2 separate regions of the Zea mays genome follow, and region 1 is linked to region 2. Evidence: chromatin contacts called from public Hi-C data. All regions are on one chromosome and are shown on one strand. Each heading gives the region's core, a stretch centred on a gene start, on an enhancer-like site or on the middle of the called end of the contact. The rest is flanking DNA. Distances are from core to core; before and after follow the strand shown. Region 1 has its middle 100 kb from the start of LOC100277300. Region 2 holds the start of LOC100284446 (late embryogenesis abundant protein).

Evidence for each region. A called contact is a pair of places that touch in the nucleus more often than the background predicts.
Region 1: a contact with region 2 is called in a Hi-C map of ear, with 2.8 times the contacts expected there. The contact joins the enhancer-like site here to the promoter of LOC100284446 in region 2. A contact is called at or near these places in 2 of 25 Hi-C or Micro-C datasets (ear and tassel).

Annotation. Positions count from the first base shown.
Region 1 is chr8:91,498,270-91,501,410 of Zm-B73-REFERENCE-NAM-5.0, reverse strand. No RefSeq gene overlaps it. Among protein-coding and RNA genes, the nearest start is that of LOC100277300, 100 kb to the left of the region's middle. Within about 2 kb of position 1,715, at least 9 of the 20 cell types and tissues checked have an H3K27ac peak or open chromatin away from gene starts, as enhancers often do. A contact at or near this core is called in ear and tassel, where this site is marked.
Region 2 is chr8:91,358,724-91,361,809 of Zm-B73-REFERENCE-NAM-5.0, reverse strand. It overlaps LOC100284446 (late embryogenesis abundant protein), which reads right to left and starts at 1,295. Exons shown (of 1, transcript NM_001348983.1): 1 at 580-1,295. The coding sequence starts at 1,176. The coding sequence ends at 721.

The DNA of each region.
Region 1 (3,141 bases), core at 466-2,965, 140 kb before region 2:
ATTCTTCTCTTCATCGAGACTCAGCTTCATCTCGGCAGCAGCCTTCTTATCTTCAGACATCTTCGGATGCACTAAAAAATTGTTTCCAATGCCGAAGCTTAAAAACTTAAAAGTTAAGCAGATCTTGGTGCGCGGAAGCTAAAGATTGAGTGAGCGGGAGCAAGTGGCAAGAGAGCGTGCCAAATGAGCTTGCGGTATGATCTTATATATACACCCAGTGCGTTGAAAATTGAAAGACCCCGCCTGTCAGTGAATGTTGCTATTCTAGCAAAGGGAAGGTGTTTTTCGGACCTTCGGCTTAAATCCTTCGTCCATGTCGCAATCTAAATTTATTATTTAAAACAAATTAATATTGCGAGGGGCTACTGTTGGGGGCCTTCGGCTTACGAAGGTCCTCAAAAACAAGATTTAATAGTATTTCTGGAGCATAATGTGTAAACAGGTACCTTCGGACTCGAGTCGGAATCACAGTAGGAGAAGCCTAAAACAATACGAAGGTTGATACAACGCCGAAGATGTGAGCAGGAAAGCTTCGGCACGCTAGCGGAAAATGAAACCGACTTAAAGATGAAAAGGCTATTCAGACCTCGGTGAATTACTATAGAATTACTACCAAATGTAAAGGGCATGAATGTAATTTTGTATGGGCTGTGTCCCGTGTCTATAAATAGGTGAACAGTATCCCCGTACTGTTCACGCTGACTGGGCATTTGTTATTGCGTCACACTTGTACTCTCATCTCTTTCCAAGCTGAATGTACATTTGTAATTCAATGTCATTTCTGTTTCTTCATAATAAGAATACAAGAATAAGTTGATAATAATATATAATTGTCTATGTTATTCTTCATGTTCCTTATGATTCATTCTTCGTCATTATATATTGAGTTTATGAAGGTACGCCCTTCATAACCTTCGTCCGAAAATCATTATATCCTAAGGGAAATAATGCTTCGAAGGACGAAGGATTTTACCGATTAACATTTTCTGTGTTGCCTTGTTCTTAACTCATAGTATTTGAGAACGAGTCACCAACACAGAGAGAATCGAATGCTTTTCTCGGCAAAGCACCAAAGAAGAACAAAGAGAATAGATAGCAGATTAAATAAAATGATAATTGTAGATTCTGCCCTCTCTGCATCATTACAATAAGGCTTTATAATCCATCTACGACCGACTCACTCTAGAAAATAGGAACTGACTCCATAAAAATCTAAACAACCTACCTTTCTAGTCTATCCCTGACCGAGCATAAAACTGACCCACTCTAGAAAATAGAAACTAATTTAATCTAAATGAATAATAATCCTAACAAACTTTAGTGCTTGTGGCCACGCCAATTTGGTCATTCGTAGATGCTTGTACGGGTGCCCTTCTTCCACTTTTTCTGGCTGTATACCACCGTATATCCATACACCGGCTAATTTTTTTTTCTTTTTCTTCCTCTGCTTTCTTTTGGCAGGTGGCTCTGGATATCTTCTGCACTAACAACACCACAAATATTGCATTCAATACATGCCCCATGTTTTTCGAATGAACATAGTGTGTCGAAAAACACAACTTAGCAACGATTCAATATTAAATCGGCTCTCAATCATGATATATATATATATATAATATTTTCTCTTTTTTTCTTTTAGGACGATGACACCCATCGGCCATGTCTTCAGCCACTAACAATCTTTGGCCCATCTCCCATACTGAAATCAGCCCAAACGACCTGTACGTCCAGCCCCTTACCTTTTTTGTTCTCCAGCGCATCGACGCTCTGACCAACATCTTCGCATCCATCGGCCACTGCTAGGGTTCCAAGAAATTTGGTGTGCTGTGATGACCACATAGGCTTTCCCTACGGGTCGCGTCATCATTTCGAGAGCGTCATGGCTACCTCCGGTGCTGCGACCAGCGCGACTACGGCCGGATCGACCTAGTGCGACGACGGCTGTGCGCGTGTGCGCGGCACCATCGATTTGGCGTTGGTTGGTATGAAGGCTCGAGCCATACTGCAACACGGAGACAACTATGCAAGCGACTCAGGGCGGCTCATCTTCAACAACAGTGCGTGGCTTGAGTGCGCCTGCTCCGAAACGTAGAGATCCTCGAACACAGCTCCGCCAGCTCAAATCTCCAAGCGCCCAAACTTGAAACTCCTCCAACCGGCCGTCCGCTGCCAGCAATCGGCCTCCATCCGCAGAGCACTCACCGAAAGGTACATCCTTCCCCAAATCGATTCTACATGTGCTATTATGTGCTCATACGGTCTGCTCACCTTAGCCAGTATAAGCATTCTTAGATTATACCCGGCTCTAACTATAAGGAGAATCTAACTCTGCTACTAGTTTCAAATCTTAGCATGCCCCCTGCCACACGCTAGGATAGTACTTTTTCAAATACTTACCGTTGAGGGCTTTGGGTAATTTCTTTCCTTGCAAATCCTCAACGAAATATGCATTCCCGTGCATAATACCTACAACTTTGAATGGTCCTTCTCAATTCGGCAACCATTTGTCGAATTTATTATTTTTAAATCCCACGGGTAAAATCGTTTTCCATACCAATTCTCCAATCTGAAACGATTTCTCCTTCGCCCTTTAATTATAAGCTTTCGCTACTCTCAGCTTTTCCTTCTCTATTTCCCTTAAGGCTGTTAATCGACTTTCATTATTCCCATCAATTCTGTCTAGCATTAGCTCACCATATACTACAGCTGATAACCCACCCTGTTGAGCCACTCAACAAGCTTGCAGATTTACTTCAATAGGGAGCACTGCTTCTTGCCCGTACACCAATTCAAATGGCGTCACTTTGGTTGCTCCATATCGAGAAACTCTATGAGCCCACAATGCCTCGGACAGTACTTCATGCCACCTCTTTGGTTTTTTTGCAATCTTCTTCTTTATCAACCTGATCAACACTTTGTTGCTAGATTCGGCCTGCCCATTAGCTTGTGCATAATATGGCGACGAATTCAACAACTTAATCTGCAAAGACTTGGCAAATTCTTTAAATTGGTGAGACATAAAAGCAACTCCTTGATCTATTGTTAATGTCTGCGGAATGCCAAATCTGTACACAATATGCTCTAATACAAAATTAATCAACTCCTTATTTTTTTAAAGGCACAACTTCAGTCCATTTAGTA
Region 2 (3,086 bases), core at 46-2,545:
AGATTCCAATTCCTTAAAACGAAAGAAAACAAACGGGTCTTATTGTGATTAATAGGTAGTAACTGATTCATCAGCAGTTCTTACAAACAATATATACTTAAGTGCTTATAGCTTTAAATCACCTCACATGGCTTCATTCCTTCACCTTAAGATTTGAAGAGAAAAACCTCAGGTTCTGAAAAGAGCATGAATCACTAAGAGCACGCATGCATGCAAACGCAGTTCATAGTTTGTACACAAGAAACATCAATGTCTAGCTTTTCCTGTTTTTCAGTAAAAGGTGTGATAACATAAGGTATCGAAGAACCTGGTTTCAGGAACACAAAACAAAGTAGCTCAAAATTTTGTCAATGTCATGGCAACAGATACTGAACAATGAAGTATCCATGTTGCACCAAAACATTAATCAAGGAAGAAAAATTGCAAATGAAGTTTAATCCGAACAACACAGGAACGCATCGGTCTAACTTCTATCAAATCAATTTAAGGCCTCAACAGTGGCCAATCATGTGAAGGTGGTAAACCAGGCACATTACAAATTAGCTTCGGATCTCCTCTCACCAAGAACCAACAGAAACAGGCAATGCAACAGATTGTTGTGCTAAAATTTATTCACCAAGCGGAACACCTAGGAATCTCTATCTCAAAAGAACAGGTGTATAACCAAACATTCCGCCCAAATTTTCTCGCAAAACTCAAACCTTTCCGCAGCCTAGTCGGCTAGTCCTCGAGCTGCTTGAGCTCGGCCTTCAGTTGTTCCATCTTTAGCCCCATGGAGCGGCGGAGCGCGTCGGCGTCGGTGGGCGGGAGGCGCGCTAAAAGCGCGTCGAAAGCAGCGAGCGCCTCGTTGGCGGCGTCACGCGCGATGGAGGCCTCCTCGTTGAAGTAGACCGTCTCCTTGCTCTCCATGGCCGCCTCGATCTCCTCCCGCGCCTCCGCGAACTTGCGGTTCACCTCGTCCACATCCTTGCCATACTCTGCCGCGGAGGAGGAGAAGGCGCGGCGGCGGCTGACGCTACCCAAAGGCCCCACCGCCTGGTCTGGCCGCCACGCCCCAAGCGCAGGCGAGGGCGTCGCTTTAGGCAGGGTTTGGAGAGCCTCCGCGGCAGGAACGGCGGGGGGCCGGCGGGTGAGGGAGACGGCGGCGCGGATGACGGCGCGAGGGTTTCGGTGCATCTTGCTTAGCGTGGCTTGTTTCGCTTTCCTTTCCCCGTCCAACGATTTCGGACTCGGGGGCTGCAGGCCTGCAGCTGCAGATCAGGTGCAAACTGCACGTCTCGTGCAAACTGTGCAAACCACGACGCCCGTAACTGGATCTATATCTAACGTGTATAACCCATCCCTGCTGCACTTTTACAATGAGTCCCCTCACCTATTATCCAAACTGCAATCAAACCCCATCCAGTCATCGCTAGATCCAGTGACGCAGCCTAACTCCGACCATGCGCCGCCCTGGCCTTGTCCTGGCCACCTCTGACTTAGCCTCGCCCTCTCCGTCGCCGCCTCCGGCCAGGCGCCGCATCGACGCACCTACACCTCGATGACCTCCGACCAGGTGCCGCCACTCGACGCACGACGCCTCGACGACCTCCGACCAGACACTGCTGCAACATCGGCCCCCTATGCCCTCCTCATCCTCCTTCGGCCCCACACCGTCGTCCTATACTTCCTGTAGCCAGCCAGCGCCCTACCCTCCTGTCGTTCAGGTGCAAACTCCTGCCATTCAGTGGTTGAGAGAAGAAAAAAAACAGCAATATTATGTCTTGTTTGTTTAATGTTTAACTATTCCCAGAATGCTTCCGAAAATTCAATGGTGCAATGCTTTCAGCAATATCATGCTTCCAAGATTTGTAATGAATGAAATGATCAGGGCGCCGGAACGGTTTGCTTGCTTCCAGAATTATTACTGATGCTTTCAAAAGACTAGCGCATCACACGGTACTGATGCTTCCAGGATTGCTACTGAGATAGTATAGCATAGAAAATTAGATATTGTATAGCACAAAGAATTAGAGATTGTATAGGATATCGAATTAGATATTGTATAGCACATAGAATTAGATATTGTAGCACTATTGTGGATTGTAAAGAAAGCAAATCTGAATGAAAGTAAAATTTGCTCGTATCACATTGTTCTCATTGACATTGTTGTGAATGCACTACCAACTCAAATCAAACAAGACAGGATGACACAAAGCAATATTAAGGGACTGTGCCCTATTTGCTTACAACTGCTGCATGTACGAGTGGCTTTTCCCTTGCCTACAGACTTTGTCTCCTTGCTTTTCTTAATTCTTTTGCATCTCCCCTTTGACTTCACATGATTAGGTGGGTGTATGACTACTTCATTTGGAATTTTTGTACCAATAAAAGACTCAATTTCATCATGTTTGGTACTGATAACAGAAGGCACCATGACTCTGACAGCTGCTTGCAGATTTAACAAACTGGAAGTTAAAATGTCCATTCCTTCATTGGATTGCTTTGCCATTTGGATAAGATCTTCAAACATGTTGCGCGCTTCTGAAATTTTTTTCGTGTTGCCACCTCATTGGGATTTGAAGCTACGTCTTCTAGTATGTTACCTTCATCATCAAAGAAAACAGCCCTGCATGAAGAAAAGATTTAAAACATCACTTGAAACTTACATGTCCCAATTTCATAGAGGAATATAGAAGACAAACCTTTTACACCGTTTCTGCCATCTTGTCATAATATAATAGTCTAGTAATTCAATTTGTCTCTCTGCTCTAAGAACTTGTATGATGTGACAGCACATGATGTCGTGAGACTCAAATAATTTACATGAGCACCTCCCAATCAAACTTGACTTGTTGAAATGAACCAACCGTTCCTTTCCAGATAGGCTACTAATGGTAAATACTTTGTACTCCTCACCATCTGTTATACCTTGAATAAAACAATGATATCTGGAGGCTATTAATTGATCCAGAAATTTAGTAAAAATTTCATGTGTATATGTTATGGTCGCTAGATCGGTGAGGCTCTGATACCAGATGGAGAGGTGTATCGATGGGCAGGAACACCGACCGGGAGCCTCTGCCCACGGCCGAGCAAGAGGAGGG